Regions from separate parts of the Sus scrofa genome. Here region 2 is linked to region 1. Evidence: chromatin contacts called from public promoter capture Hi-C data. All regions are on one chromosome and are shown on one strand. The core of a region is the stretch at or near the end of the contact, and the rest is flanking DNA. Distances in the headings are between cores, read along the strand shown. Region 1 holds the start of NXPH3 (neurexophilin-3). Region 2 holds the start of KAT7 (lysine acetyltransferase 7).

What was found. Promoter capture Hi-C pulls out the DNA fragments that hold promoters and counts their contacts.
Region 2: a promoter capture Hi-C map of fetal skeletal muscle shows a contact between it and region 1, with 3 times the contacts expected there. The contact joins the promoter of KAT7 here to the promoter of NXPH3 in region 1. A contact is called at or near these places in 2 of 5 promoter capture datasets (fetal skeletal muscle and liver) and 4 of 47 Hi-C or Micro-C datasets (embryonic fibroblasts, fetal liver, skeletal muscle and 1 more).

The regions. Positions count from the first base shown.
Region 1 is chr12:25,764,324-25,771,718 of Sscrofa11.1, reverse strand. NXPH3 (neurexophilin-3) reads right to left here and starts at 2,545. Exons shown (of 2, transcript XM_003483007.4): 1 at 2,112-2,545. The coding sequence starts at 2,165.
Region 2 is chr12:25,967,373-25,974,767 of Sscrofa11.1, reverse strand. It overlaps KAT7 (lysine acetyltransferase 7), which reads right to left and starts at 3,792. Exons shown (of 15, transcript NM_001195359.1): 1 at 3,635-3,792; 2 at 333-480. The coding sequence starts at 3,649.

The DNA of each region.
Region 1 (7,395 bases), core at 1,296-3,795:
AAAATCTGGAAGGACAGTGGAGAAGACTCTCCAGGGGACCACGGCAGCAGAGGTACATGGTCTGTACTCCTGGTCCCCAGTCTGATGGGGGTGGCCCTGCTTCTGATCTTGGCAGAGCCTTCATCTGATGGCAGAAGCACATCCTTGTGCTGACAGAGCACCCCTGTCTGACAGGAGAGACAGAGTCCCTGCCTTTGTGAAATTCCCTGGCCGATGGGGAGAGGCTTAGTCTCTGGCCTCAGAGAGCCCCAAGTCAGACAGGGGAGCTCCATCCCTCTGCTGGGAGAGCCCTGAGTTTGGCAGGGGAGGTACAGTCCCTGCCTTTGGGGACTTCCCAGTCTGCTGGATGAGATACCATCCCTACCCTGGGAAAGTTTTACCCTCAGAGGCAAAGAGAATCAACAGATAATGGAAAAGAAAAAGGAACTCAGTGAAATTCTCCCTCAAATACAAATGCGGTTTAGGTTTTGGCAGGACGACGAGAGGGAGACGCGGGTGCGTTCCATACCCAAGAGGATGGCCAAATGCTCCTCTGGGGACCACTGATGATAACAGGCCAGAGCATTCTTTGTGCTAGGAGGCAGGAGTTCGTATTGTGCCCATTTCACAGATGGCGACATGAGGCTCACAGATACCATCATTCACGGCTACGTCGCACAGACTCAGCCCTCCCATCCCTCCGCACTCCCAGTCTCACAAACCAGATGGGTCCTCCTATGGGGGTTTTATCCGAGCCCCATCCCCACCTGGAATCTCGTGTAAAGCTCTGCAGAGCCTCCACTGGCCTCTGCGGCATCAGCCCCAGGGACAGGCAACATCTGGGGATGTTTCTTGGAGGAGCGGTGGGGAAGGCCAGCAGGACAGCCTGATGAGCTCAAACAGAGGACACAGCTCCAGAGGGCACCAGGGTTCCTGAGGACAGTCACCCGGTGTGGGTGTGCTCAGCTTTTGAAGCAAGGATTGGCCCTCTGTGTCTCGATACCAAGACCAGGGGCCCCAGCACACAGCTGAGCAGCATCTGGAATTGCTAGTGACCCTGGGGTGAGGACATAGGATGCCTACGGGCTGGGGTCTGGAGGGCTCCAAAGGGGGTTGGGGTCCTCTGGTCCCCTGTTCTGCTCTGGCCATGACCTCGGTTGTGTGCAGTGGCCCTGCCTGCCAGGATCCAAAGCCAGGGCAGAGAGACAGCAGGAGGAGAGACTCTGGGAGTTGGGCTCCCGGCGGCAGACCTCTGTGTACTTGGCCTCCTAGGGTCACAGCTGAAGGCTGGAGGATGGGGAGAAGGATTCGCCCACCCAGTGGCAAAGGGGATTATTGTTTTGAGAAGGGCAGACCCAGATGTGGGGCCGAGGCTTCTCCACGACAGGATTGCTAGGTAGCCGATTGGCGGGCGCTGGGTCGGAGGGGAGTTGAGCCCTGGGCTGGGGGGGCGGGGGTGGATTCCCCCCGTCCTGGGCCGCAGGGAAGGCGCGAGCGAGCGCACGGGGAGCCGGCTCCGGGCGCTCCGCTCAGCTACCGCGAGCGCCCGGGGCGGGAGCCGCCTGCCCAGGTCCTGTGGGGCTCGGGCTGCGCGCAGCCGGGAGCGGAGAGGAAAACAACAGGCGGGGAGGGAGGGAGGGAGGGAGCGGGAGGGAAGGCGGGAGCGAGGGACGCAGGGGCGGCCCCCCTCCTGGACAGGCTCGTGCGCTGGGGAACCCAGAGCCCGGGGTCCTCCGGGTCCCCCGAGGTCAGAGACGAGCCCACGCCCCCTGCCCTGGCAGGTCATCGGCTCCACAACCACCTCCCACTCCCCTTCCGCGGGGCCCCGGGCGCCGAAAGGGGTCGAGTAACCCTTGGCGACGGCTGCGGGCATTTTCCCTCGTGCCCGTCGCACCTCCTGCCACCAGCGGCCGAGTGGGTGGGCCAGCCCAGCACCCTCTCCCCGCCCCTATTAACCCTTTCTGTACAGTCTCCGGCCTCGGACCCGCCCTCTCCCCCAGCCTCCAGGCTACGCTTCCATCCCCGGGATGTGGGGGGGAAGGGAGAAAGTTTCCGGGCTCCGGAGCTTCCCGCGCTCTCCCCCAATTCTCCGGGCCCCCGCCCCTCCGCGCCGCTCCCCGCGGACCACTCACCAGATAGAGGCTGCCCTGCACTAGGAACACGAAGCAGCAGCGAGTCAGTTGCATCTTCGTCCTTTGCTCCCGTGCCCCTTTCTCTCCTCTTTTTCCTTTAGGGTCCCAGGCCCTTCTTCACCCCTGCTCTTTCAGGTGCGCCGTCCCATGCTCCAGTGCCCGGCCACTCGCGGCCCTCCGCGCTGCCAGCCGCCCAGGACCGACCCCGCCCCCTTCGGTCCAGCTGTGCAGCCGCAGCCCCCCCTCCCCTGGTCCAGCTGCGCGCGGCGTGGCCCCCTCGCGAGGCCCCAGATGTGCGCCCCGAGCGCCTCGAAGGGCCCCAGCTGCGCGGTGGCTCCGTCGCTCCCGATATGCCCCCTCGGTTCCAGTGGCGCGGCTCTCGCCCAGATGTGTGGGGGACCCGCGCGCGCGCTCGTCCCTGCGCTAATTCCCCAGACCAGACGGCCCCTCCCGCCCCGTCGCGGCGCGCCCCCTGGCGGAAGCCCCGGGCCGAGCCGAGCCCCGCCGCCGCTCGCCTCGCTGCGCCCCGCCAGACTGGAGCGCTCCCGGCGCCCAGGCGGCTCCGCTTCCTCGTCCCTCCCACCCGCGGCGGCGGCGGCGGCGGCGGCGGCGGCGGCGGCGGCGGCGGCAGGTACTGTGAGCCCAGCCGGTACCTCCGGAGTTAACTCCTCCCCTGCCGGCCCGCAGCCCCGGGACCTGGGAGGCCGGGGACAGACGCGGGGGCGGAGTAACGCTTGGCGAGGAAGGGAGAGGGTGGTGGCCCGGGGAAAGGCACCCTACTTTTTCCACCCCTCTGGCAAGGCGCCTGTCCCCGGGAGCGGGCATTTGGGGATCTGCTGCCAGGCCCCGAACCCCGAGAGACCTGGAATTTGGAAAGATCATTTTTTCCCAACCGTTACAAGAGCCAGAAAAGAACATTCTCCTATCCCCACAGCCCAAAGTCCAATTTTCTGCTTTTGTGCCAAGGGAAGTTCTTCTAGGTGTCTAGCCTGTAGTCCTTTTGGTATCATGTCAGTCCCTTTCCTCTTCTACTTTACTCAGAGGGGCTGAGATAACCCTCCGTGCCTGCCCCCTGCACCTCTCAGTCCAATCGCTGTGACAGGAAACTTTTGGCTGGAGCTCTGGGCTGAAAGGGCTGCGCCGGGTCAGGCTGGATTCTGAATCTGGGGTCAGGGGATAAACCTCCCCCCCGGCCCCAGAAGGCTGTACCAATGGCTGTACCTCCATTCTTTGCTACTGCCCTCCCTGGAATCCAGGGCATCACAGGTTGGGATGTGGGGCTTCTCTGCCCAGCTGAGTCTCTGTCTGTCTCTGGTCTCTGCAAGCCTCCAGGGCAAGAAGGAAGAAAAAAAGATCCTCATTTGAGATTTTCCAAGGAGGGGCTCATCCGCCATCACCTTACAGCTCTGTTTTCTGCCTGGGTTTGCAGGGCCCTTTTAGTCCTTAGAAAAACCAAAGGTCAGATCCTACCATCCCTTAGAAGCTGTGAGGGTGAGGAGGCACCCCAGCATTTGGAGTGGTTCCAGCCTGGGCTGGGCCCCGTGGGGCAGGGAGGGTGGGCACTCTGCCCTGGCCCTCGAGGCCCAGTTTGGTCTCTGGCTGCAGCCCCCAGCACGCACCCAGCCTCCTCCCCCACCATCTGCCAGGCGGGTGCGCGGGGAATGCAGATGAATCTTAATATCAGCCTGGGCCAAGTGCGATGAGGGAGACAGATTCTGCAGAACCCAGGCAGCGTCTCAGAGCCCCCTGCATTCCTCAGGCACCCTGGGTGGTACAGGATGCAGCAGCCCTTCCCCGGGGGTGGGGGTGGGAATGTGCTTGTCTAGTCAAAGACCCCCACCCCCCACCCCAAAGCCAGGGGAGGAAGGAACAGATAAATCCTTGTCTGGCCTCTGAGCCTCTGGTCCGGCTGGGAGGAGGAAGCTGTCGGCCTGAGCGTGGGCAGCTGGTTCCGGCTCTCAGCGAGGCAGAGGCGTAGCTGGGCCCACTCCCTGTCCATCTCCAGAAGGTCTTATCCCCAGGAGAGCGGTGTGACCCAGCAAAAAGAGCACAGGCTTTCGGGCCAGACAGTCCTGGATTCCACTCCAGGCCTGGCTGTGTGACCTTGGGCAGGTTGCTTTGGTTCTCTGATGCCAGTTTCCTGATCTGTAGTTGTAAGAATTAAAGGAGACAGAATGTGCAAACCGAGCACAGGCACAATGGCTGGCGGGCAGTCGTGGCGTACAATAAAGGGAAGCTCTGGCTTTTCCACTGCCCACACATTTGCTCTGGCTGCACCTCCTGCCAGGCTTGCCCTCCCTGCCCTCTCAGTCCTTCCTGCCTCTCACTTCCTTCAAATTTCCCGTCCGCATTCATCCATCAACCACGAGCCAAGCCTGTCCTCGGTGCCAGGCACCAGGCCAGGGGTTGGGACACAGAGATGAATGGGACACCCTTCCTGGCCTTGGGAATCTCACTGGCTAGCGCAGAACCAAGGCGCGAAAATCAATGATAACTCAGTGTAGTGAGTGCAATAACAGATCCCTCCCTAGATGCCAAGGATCATCGGAGCAGGGGCAGACAGGGGTGGCTTCCTGGAGGAGGTGATGCTGAAGTCACAAGAAATAAATGGTCAGAGGTCCAGGGGCTAGAACCGGAAGCAGTTTGCTGTTGCTGGAACTCAAAGGAGAGAGGAGGATGCTTGGAGCAGGAAGCTGGGACCACCTGATGGAAGGTCTTATGTGCAGGTCAAGGGGTTAGGACCTTAAAAATCCTTTGAAGAGTTTTAAGGAGGCTGGTGATTACAGTCAGATTTGTAGTGGGGGGCGGTGTTTGGTTTTTGTCTTTTTAGGGCTGCCTCTGTGGCCTATGGAAGTTCCCAGGCTAGGGATCGAATCGGAGCTACAGCTGCCAGCCTACAACACAGCCACAGCAATGAGGGGTCCGAGTGCAACCTACACCACAGGTCACAGCAACGTCAGATCCTTAACCCACTGAGCGAGGCCAGGGATTGAATCCGCATCCTCCTGGATCCTAGTTGGGTAGTTCGTTACCACTGAGCCAGATTTGCTGTTGATAAAGCTTTTGGAGAATTCACCAGAAAGAGGAAAGACTAGAGGGAGGGAACCAGTTAGGGGGAGACTGAAAACATCTTTAGGAGGCAGATCAGGGTTGAGTTATTGCTGACATGAGGGAGGAAGGGAGACAGGGAGTCATGTATGATACCCAAGTTTCTGGCTTGAACAGTAGGCAAGATGCTGGCTGAGGTGGGCACTATGGGGGCAGGGCAAGGGATGAAGGGGTCAACTTTGGTCATGTCAAATCTGGGGCTTGTGGAGTTCCCGTCGTGGCTCAGTGGTTAACAAATCTGACTAGGAACCATGAGGTTGCGGGTTCGATCCCTGGCCTTGCTCAGTGGGTTAGGGATCCAGCGTTGCCGTGACCTGTGGTGTAGGTTGCAGACGTGGCTCAGATCCCGCATTGCTGTGGCTCTGGTGTAGGCTGGCAGCTACAGCTCTGATTGGACCCCTAGCCTGGGAACCTCCATATGCTGTGGGAGCAGCCTAAGAAATGGCAAAAAGACAAAAAAAAAAAAAAAAGTCTGGGGCTTGCTGTTGGCCAGCCGAGGGCAGGAGAAAGTCTAGCCTGGGGGACTGAAGGGATGGATGCGTGAGAGGAACAAGGGGCTTGGATGGAGGAGCCTGGGCACCCTGGCGTTTAAGGGGTGGGCAGAGGAAGAGCAGCCCCCAAAGGCTCCCAGGCAGGAACCGGCAGCCAGGGGCACGGAGGGCGTGTGGGCTGATCCCAGAAGCAACAAGAGCAGTGGGGCGCTCACACTGGGGTGCACCAAGCGAAGGTTATGGTACGAACGCAGATGCTAGGGGCCCACCCAAGGGTGGCAGCGGGGAGCCCAGGACCTTCCATGCATTTTTTGCCCATATCCCAGGAAATGCCCATTGAGGCAGCCCCTGGACTTCACTTTGATAGAATGGCGTGTGGGGAATATCAGGAAAGATGGAATTAGCAGCAGCTCAGAGGAGCAGAGCAGCCTGGCAAGAGAGAGACAAAAAAGACCACTGCGTTTGGCTCCTCCGGCAACTGTACCCAACCTGGGGCCTCCCAGCTGCTCCCAAAGAGGAAAGACAGCCCGCAGACTCAGTGAACTCTGGACACTGCTGTGCTGGAGGTAAGGAACCCCCAGTGTGTCAGGCAGGCAGGCTCACCTCTGGGGTCTCCCCAGCAACCCCCTCACCCCCCACGGCAGATGCTCCATGAAGGAGGGCAGATCTCAATGCACTAGTCCCGCCCCTGGGCCCTCAGCCTCCTTGCACCCACCTGCACCTGCCCACCTGCACCCTGGATGTGGATTGGCTGGGCATCTGCTTAGCATTTCTGATGCTTTTACCTGCTTCACTTGATCTCACCCTGGGAAGAAGCCTGTTTATACCCTCCCTCCTCCCTGCCTCCCCAGTGCCCCAGGAAAGAAAACAACACAGGGGTGCCTGATCGGTGCTTATTGAATGAATAGGAAATTGGGTTCCTGATGGTTTGAAAGCCAGAGAATGGATGCTTTTGAACCAGCTGGAGCAGAGGGATCCAGGGGAGAGGTGGGGGTAGAACATTACCGCTAATAATCTCTCACGTTTCCCCTGGACGTTTGCAAGGTGTGAGTGTCAGGAGAGAACCCTATGTCGAGGGGACCAGGGGAACCCAGGGGGGACCCCTAAGTCTAATGAGGTGGCGAAGGACGAATCCCAGAGAAATCAGTCTTGTGAAATGTGGATCAGCTCAGGTGGGGAGGGGAAAGAAAGAAGCTTCCAGGCAGAGAAAGCAGCTCATGCAAAGGCCAGAGATGAAAGCAAGCCTGGGAATGGGGTTTTGATGAGGATGAGATGAAAGACTCATTTGTTCCACAAATAGTTATCGGGTGTCTACTTTTATGTTGGGTCCTGGGCTGGGTGTGGGGGTACAGCTGTGAATGAGAGACGGCTGTCCTTAGTCAAGCAGACCAGTTGGGCTCTGGGACAGACACATGAAATAGCTAAGCATCCAAAAACAAGCTCTGAGATGCTGGCAGGTGGTATAAAGAAAGGAGACCACCAAGCTGGGGTGGGGGAGGAGCTAAAGAGGGGTGGGCGGTCCCATTTGACCTGGAAGTGGCCCCGGAAAGCTCTGTGAGATGTGACATTGGACACTGGACAGAAGGATGAGGAGGCCTTGGCCCACCATGGAGCTGGGGGGGGTAGCCTTCTAGGCAGAGGGAACAGCGCCTGCCAGGACTAGGAAGATTCTAGAAGCGTGAGCC
Region 2 (7,395 bases), core at 2,543-5,042, 200 kb before region 1:
ATCAAGTTCCTAGGCCATTCTAACAAAAAGTGAAAAGATACCATTCTCATTTTATAGGGAAACTGTAATCCATAAAAAATTAAAAGACTCAAGACATACAGGTGTCACAAATGTACCATACCAGAGATAGTTCTTCCGGGTCTACAATTGGACAGGACCCCCAACAGAACCATCCTTAAGGACCTGACACTTTAGCAGTCATTTGCTCTGCACTGTACCAGATTCTGTCATCAGCATCACGTCAAGGGACCAGTTTCCACATGAACTAGCACAGTAACATGATGACCAGTGAGCTGTGAGGTGTGATCAGGAAGAAGGAAGCGGCCTTTTACCTTGGGAACTCTGGCTTAGCCGGGCTGAGGAGCGGGTGACTCGGGCAGATCGCCGGGAAGTGCCATCACTCTCTGAACTGTCTGTGTGCTCGAGATCTGTAGAAAAATCGGAATCTTCGGTTCCATCTGAACTACTGCCTGCATTCCTCTGTAACACCATAGATCCAGACATTAGCACAGAAACATTAACTCCGTGGGTGTGAAATAACACTGGAAATAAAACAAACTGTGATGCTGAAAACACCAAGCTCAAATCTAAGAAAGGACTCCACAGCCAATTTCCCTTCATTTAGAGCATTTAAATGGAACAACCTACGAATAGTGCATCTTTATTAAATAAATAAAGAGAATTAATTCTTACTGTATCATCATTAGTTCTGAAACAAATTGATTTGGAAACTGGAAAATACAGAACTCAAAATAGTCTGGCTGACATAACAATGCACTTATACAAAGTCCAGGGTAAAGAGAAAAATGTTAGTGACAGCCTCACTTAATTCTGGAGTAGCTTTTGCTCAAAGTCTACATAAACAGCTATTACATTTTTAAAAACCACACACTGGAATTCCCACCGTGGCTCAGCGGAAACGAATCCGACTAGGAACCATGAGGTTGTAGGTTTGATCCCTGGCCTCGCTCAGTGCGTTAAAGATCCGGTGTTGCCATGTGCTGTGGTGTAGGTTGCAGATGTGGCTCGGATCCTGCATTGCTGTGGCTGTGGTGCAGGCTGGCAGCTGTAGCTCTGATTAGACCCCTAGCCTGGGAACCTCCATATGCTGCAGGTATGGCCCTTAAAAGCAAAAAAAAAAAAAAACCAAAAAATAAAAAAATAAAATGAATTAAAAACCACACACTGATTCAAAATATCATGGTCTATAACTCTGATCTCAAACTTAGGGAGAAAAATAGTAATTCTTCTTACTTATGTCATCTCCCTTTGAAGTTTCTCCACATGTACCCCAAAAGTGCTTTTAAAAAGGGGGGAGGGAGTGGTTTGCAAACGAAGACACATGGGTATGCAAAAACAGAAGGTTTTTTAAAATCACCTTTACAGTTAATATTATTTGTCAATTATCAGCCTCCAGAGACACAATTAACCATAAAGATAACTTTTATCAATTAAGCATTAAACACTTGTTTGAAAAAACAGAAGTTTTTCTCCCATTTTGCAGCATGCTCATACAGCAGTAACCAAATTGGCACAATTTAAGTGCTCAAAGTATGTTACATTTTCTCCCTCAACTTATTATCACCTATTGATCATCAGCTTTCTGTATTAAATTCCAACTTTCTTTCCTTCCCAGGGAATCCTAGAGCAAAGCCAGAAGGGTTGGGGTACCCTCCTATGCTAACACCATACCCTTTATTAAACCATAAAGAGGAGTTCCCACTGTGGTGCAGAGGAAACGAATCCGACTAGGAACCATGAGGTTGCAGGTTAAGGATCTGGCATTGCTGTGAGTTGTGGTGTAGCTCTCAGATGTGGCTCAGAACCTGCGTTGCTGTGGCTGTGGCGTAGGCCAGCAGGTGTAGCTCTGATTTGATGCCTAGCCTGGGAACCTCTGTATGCCACAGATGCACCCCTAAAAAAAAAAGCAAAAAAAATTTTAAACCATAAAGAGAGATGCATTTGCTTAAAAAAAACATACAAGAAGCAAAAACAAACAAAAAGCCCCCTTAGGATCAGATGTGTTTAGAATTCATAATTTTTTAGAAAGGAATAGTCTGCATACATCCTGCAAATAACACCCTTTCTGCAGCAAAATATATGTACAATCACACTAAATGAGACACAAAAACTGTAAATAGCCTCAGAACAGTTTAGAACAGGTTCTGCCAAGAAATAAGTTACTAAAAAACACACATTTTCAAGAACTCTTTGTACTTGGGGATTGCAAAAAGGAGACTGTGGGCCTATTCCAAGACACCAGTACTATTTGGTGAGCCTTAACATAAATACCACCTATCAATGTAGGTCATTTTGGAGACATTAAAAAATGTAAATATTTGAAAGCCTCTGTGAAGAGAAAGATTTCTGCAGAAATGAGCAAGACCACCACCCAGCGTTCCAAATATTTCAAGGATAATCTGCCAGGAAATGAGTGGAGGATCCACAGAGAATCACCAAAAATTAAGATGAAAGGGGAGTCTTAAAGGTCATCCAATCCAATTACCCAGCTATTTGAATCCCTAATCATCTCTGCCCATCCCTTCCTGGCATGACCCTGGAGCTCAGCTCTCCTCTACTGCTTTCACCAACTACTTCCCATCTTACTCCAGAGCAGATTAAATTGCTCCACTTCCCTCCCATTAATCTTTATTACTGCCAAGTAGAGAATTTACTAAACCCTTCTACAGTTATTTAAATGTCTGTTTTCCTCTCAGACTCTGATTCCTTAAGCCAGTGATCATGTCTAATTAATTTTCGAGTCCTCGGCAACCAGCACATAGCGAAGAGTCAATAAACGTTTGTTGAACTGAATTAGATTTGTCCTGTAGTCCAGGCTCTGTCATTGCCTAATTGAGTGGCTTGGGGCACTCCCTTAAGCCTCTGCTTAGCTGAGAAAAGGGATGGGGGTGTCCCTAGATGACATCGTCAAGTCCCATTTAATTCTAGGAAGTTTCCGATTTACGAACTTCATTTTCTAGGCGCTGTCCAACTAAGCACATAAGGGAAAACCGCAGCTTAGGTGCAACAGGCCTGGAAGGGATCCCTCGGGAGTGGGCGCTGCTTCTCTACCACCCAGTCCTCTGCTTTGTTGTGTCCTCCGCGGGGAAAGGAAGGATACTCCCCAAACCCCGCCTCTCCTCCTATGAGCATCACCATACGGATGGGAGGGGACTCGTGCCACCCAATCGCGGTCCCGCTAAACCGCGCCCCCACAGGACAGACTGCCAAGCCCCGCCAATCAAGAGAAGAGGGATCGTTCTCTACATCCAGTCGGAGAGCGGTAGAGCCGGGCCTAGACACCGCCCCCACACGCGGGGAGGTGACCGTTGGGCCCAAATGGGCGGTGTCGCCAGCCAATCAACATGCTTCTAGACGTTTCAGCGACCAATTGCCGAGAAGAACGCCTCCGAGCCAGGCAAGCAGAGGGCGGGAATAGGTGCAAGCATAGGCCGAGGCCACAGTCGGGCCCACATTTTTCTGTTGGGTATGGACAGAAGCGAGGGTTGCTGAGCTAGGTTCAGGGAAGCGGGAAGTTGGAACCCAACCACTGTGAGGCGTGGCCAACTGCGTCACTCTTCTCAATCGACTGCCCTTTAGAAACCCGCCATCCCTCCTGTCCCGTTCCTCTCACCTTCCTTCGCGGCATTGCCGGCGGCTGCGGCCCGACGGTTCCGATTCGGGCAGCGGCGGCAGCAGCAGTGGGAACGGTGGCTCCGGCGGGCTCCGTGGCGGCCTCTGTAGCAGTCCCAATCCTGCGGACGATCCCAAGTGCCTCCTGCTTCACAGCGTCTAGACCTTTCTGCGCAGGCGCCGCGGGCTGAGGCGCTTTTTCCTCCACTTCCGGCTGAGGCTTGCGTCACCTGACGTTAGGGCCAGAGAGGATTCTGGGAGGTTTCCCCCTCCGGTGAGGCTAGCGGGAGCCATTTTGGAATTGGGCAGAAAGTGGCAGCGACAGTGGAAACTGGGGCCCGCCATTTTTAGTTAGGGGAATGGCATCCTCTGTAGGCGTGGGTAGCCATTCCTGTTTGGGGCAGAAGCCTGACAGTTGAAGTTAACAGTTCTCATCTTTACAATGGGCAAAATTTCCCTTCCCTTTGGTTTTAATTTCTGAAGTCGAGGAAAGAAAGCCCCAGAATCCATCAGGTTGCTGAGGTTTAACCCCTTAGTCGCCGAATTGGCTAAAGGACGTTTCCCTTTATCACATAAACTCAAAATTGGGAAGGGCTATTTTGCACAAGAAACTATTTTAAGAGCCATTCGGTGTCTCACAGTGCTGGGAATGGGGGCTTGTGAAAGGACAGAAAGAAGGTAGCGTCCTTCATGAAGAAGTTTCTTGTCTGGTAGAGGAGACATTGTCCTTGCCTTTAGCGAACCGCAAGTATGTTGATCCGTTCACTCGCGAAAGGAGACACAACCATTCTCCAGAAACTGTTGCTCCAAAGAATTACCAGTTTAGCTCTGTGGTGAGCACACCCACTTCGTCCCCTCATCCTGTATGGGTTTGAGAGCCTTGGGTGGCCCTCGGGATGAGTGTGTGTGTGTGTGTGTGCGCGCGTGCGCGGTACCAGAGTTGGAAAAGCATTGAACCCCATTAGCCCAAGTGACCTCTCGAAATCCAGACGCTTGAGTCAGGAGTTGGAGGAAGAGGAAGGAATATTTTTAGTAAAGCTGGAGCTCAGAAAGGCATTGATGTTAGCTGCCTAGAAAGGAGAAGTTGGTGGAAGATGTAAGGTTGGCAGAAGAGCGGTAAGAAAAGGCTGAGAAGTGAACAGCAAGCGTTGAGGATTTAACCTCGCTGGGAGAAAAGCCTTGTGTGGAGTAAAGCTTTGCCCAGAGACTGGGAGGAAAAAAAAAAAAAAAAAATCCAAGAGTCATTAAGTTAGGATCCTGGAGCCCGTTTCACCTGAGGCTAGCTAAGATGGAGATTTCCCCCTGGAGCTGAACTAAAGAACAAAGCAGCAGAAGGTAAACATCTGATTGTTGTGCTAAGCAGAGGACTCAGAAGGATTAGAGTTCCAGACCCTTATTTAGCACTCTCCTTGGGTGTATCCTGGGCTGGTAATAACACAGGCAGCTGTTAGTATTTAGGTTTTAATGTTTACCATAAACACCTTTAAATGGCCTACTTAGGTTGAACTGCACAAAAGAACTTATTTAATTTCACACTATTACTGTTATTTTGCACCTACTCGGGTGTTCCCAAGGTTACTCTTGGGTGTTCTGGCTCCCCAACTACTGGTAAAGAGCACTTATGTTAAGACCATATCTCGGGAGTTCCCGTTGTGGCCCAGTGGTAACAAACCCGACTGGTATCCATGAGGATGTGGGTTCCATCCCTGGCCTCAGTGGGTTAAGTATCTGGCATGGCCATGAGTTGTGGTGTAGGTCCCAGATGTGGAACTTCCATGTTCAAACTTCCATATGCTGTGCGTGCGGCCCTAAAAATAAAGTAAAACGAAACAACAACAAAAAAAGCGTATCTCTCTTCTTTTATACCATCCTTAATGGCAGCCAGACTGTGCTCTACCCATAGTAAATTCTTGTTCCTCAATCAAAATATGTTTACTGTTTCACACTGTCAGAATGTCTAGCCCTCAAAGATGGTGAAGTATCCCTCCCTGGGAATTAGCATATGAGAATAAAATCTTATCCTGACTTAGCCATTCATCATACAAATACCAACATTACAAATGTTCCACATTAATCCCTCGCACTGCATTTTCAAACACTGCAGCTAACACCGAAAGAGTTTACAGTTTCATTGAGACATGCCTTGTCCTTGAAGAGCATACCCTCCAGCAGAAATTAGCTCGTGATGCACGAACTGCTGGTTTAAAGCCTTTGACCGGGCCCCTGACAATCCTCATCCGCCAGACTTTGCAAAAGTGGTCCTACTATTCTCCCTGTCTTTGCGCTCTCACACAGGCTTTTCTTCCTGCCTTGATGCATCTCCCGACCATCTTTAAAATTTGCTTTCTTCAGAAGGTCTCTCCTGATGTATTCTTTCTAAGGTAGTAGGGCACAGTGATATGTTAGTTTGTACTTACTGATTTATATATACTTTACAGTTTGGTAGGTGTTCTGTTTCACTCCTCCCGAAACAAGTAATAGGAACATAACTCCTATTTATTTTATTCATCAGCTGTTCTCGTGTCCAGTACTGGGCTCTGATGTCAGATCTGGATTTGAATTTCAGTCCTGCTACTTTGTCTGCTTTGCTCTTGGACAAGTTTTAAAAGGTATTGGTGCCTCAGATTTCTCAGCTGTGAGGTCAAGATACCAATAGCCATGTCACAGGGCTGTTATAAGGATTAAAGGAAATGATTGTTGTAAAGCGCTTAGCACAGTCCCTGACAGAATAAGCGCTCAATAAATAGCCATTATTACTGATCATTATAATTTCAGTCACCCTAGTCATGGCTGGACTATCCTAATGATTGTGAAAAATAACTTTCCATAGTCTTAGTGGTTGTTTGTTTTTGTCTATTGAGACTCGCTTCAGTGCAGGAGGCTCCGAATGTTACCGAGGCATTATGTATTATATATTATATATTGAGTTAAAGCATTAAAACACTGTGTTTCGGGAGTTTCAGTCGTAACTCAGTGGTTAGCGAATCTGACTAGGAACCATGAGGTTGCAGGTTCGATCCCTGGCCTCGCTCAGTGGGTTAAGGATCCAGCGTTGCCGTGAGCTGTGATGTAGGTGGCAGATGCAGCTCGGATCCTGAGTTGCTGGTGGCTCTGGCGTAGGCCTGTGGCTACAGCTCCGATTGGACCCCTAGCCTGGGAACCTCCATATGCCGCTGGAGCGGCCCAAGAAATGGCAAAAAGACAAAAACCAACCAAACAAACAAACAAAAAAAACCCAACATTGTGTTTCCCCAGGCCAGGAAGCTTGTCGTTCCAGAGCACGACAGAGTATTAATGGAACAGCAGAAAGATAAGCAAAGTTCAGAAGTGGTACAGAGAAGGACACTGAGGGTTTGGAAAAGGATTCATACAGAGATGAAGTAAGAGTGGAACTTCACAGGACGATTAAGTTTGCCAATGGACCTGGAGAACAGGGGCTTTCCAGGCCAAGGGAACAGCCTGTGCAAAAGCGCAGACCTGTGGAGCAGGACTGTGTGGGGGTGACTAAGGGCATGCAGGGGTTGCAGTGATTGACAAAAGAAGAGGCAGGAATAATTTGGGGAACCAGGTCCTGCAGAGTCTTGAATGTTCTGCTGAGAAGCCTGAGCTGGAGGTGAGGGGACTCTCTGAAGGACTTTAAGCAAAGAAGTCTAACGACTTGACTTGCACTTTGTTTTTCATTTTTATTTTTTTGTCTTTCCTAGGGCCACACGCATGGCATATTGGAGGTTCCTAGGCTAGGGGTCACATCAGAGCTACAAC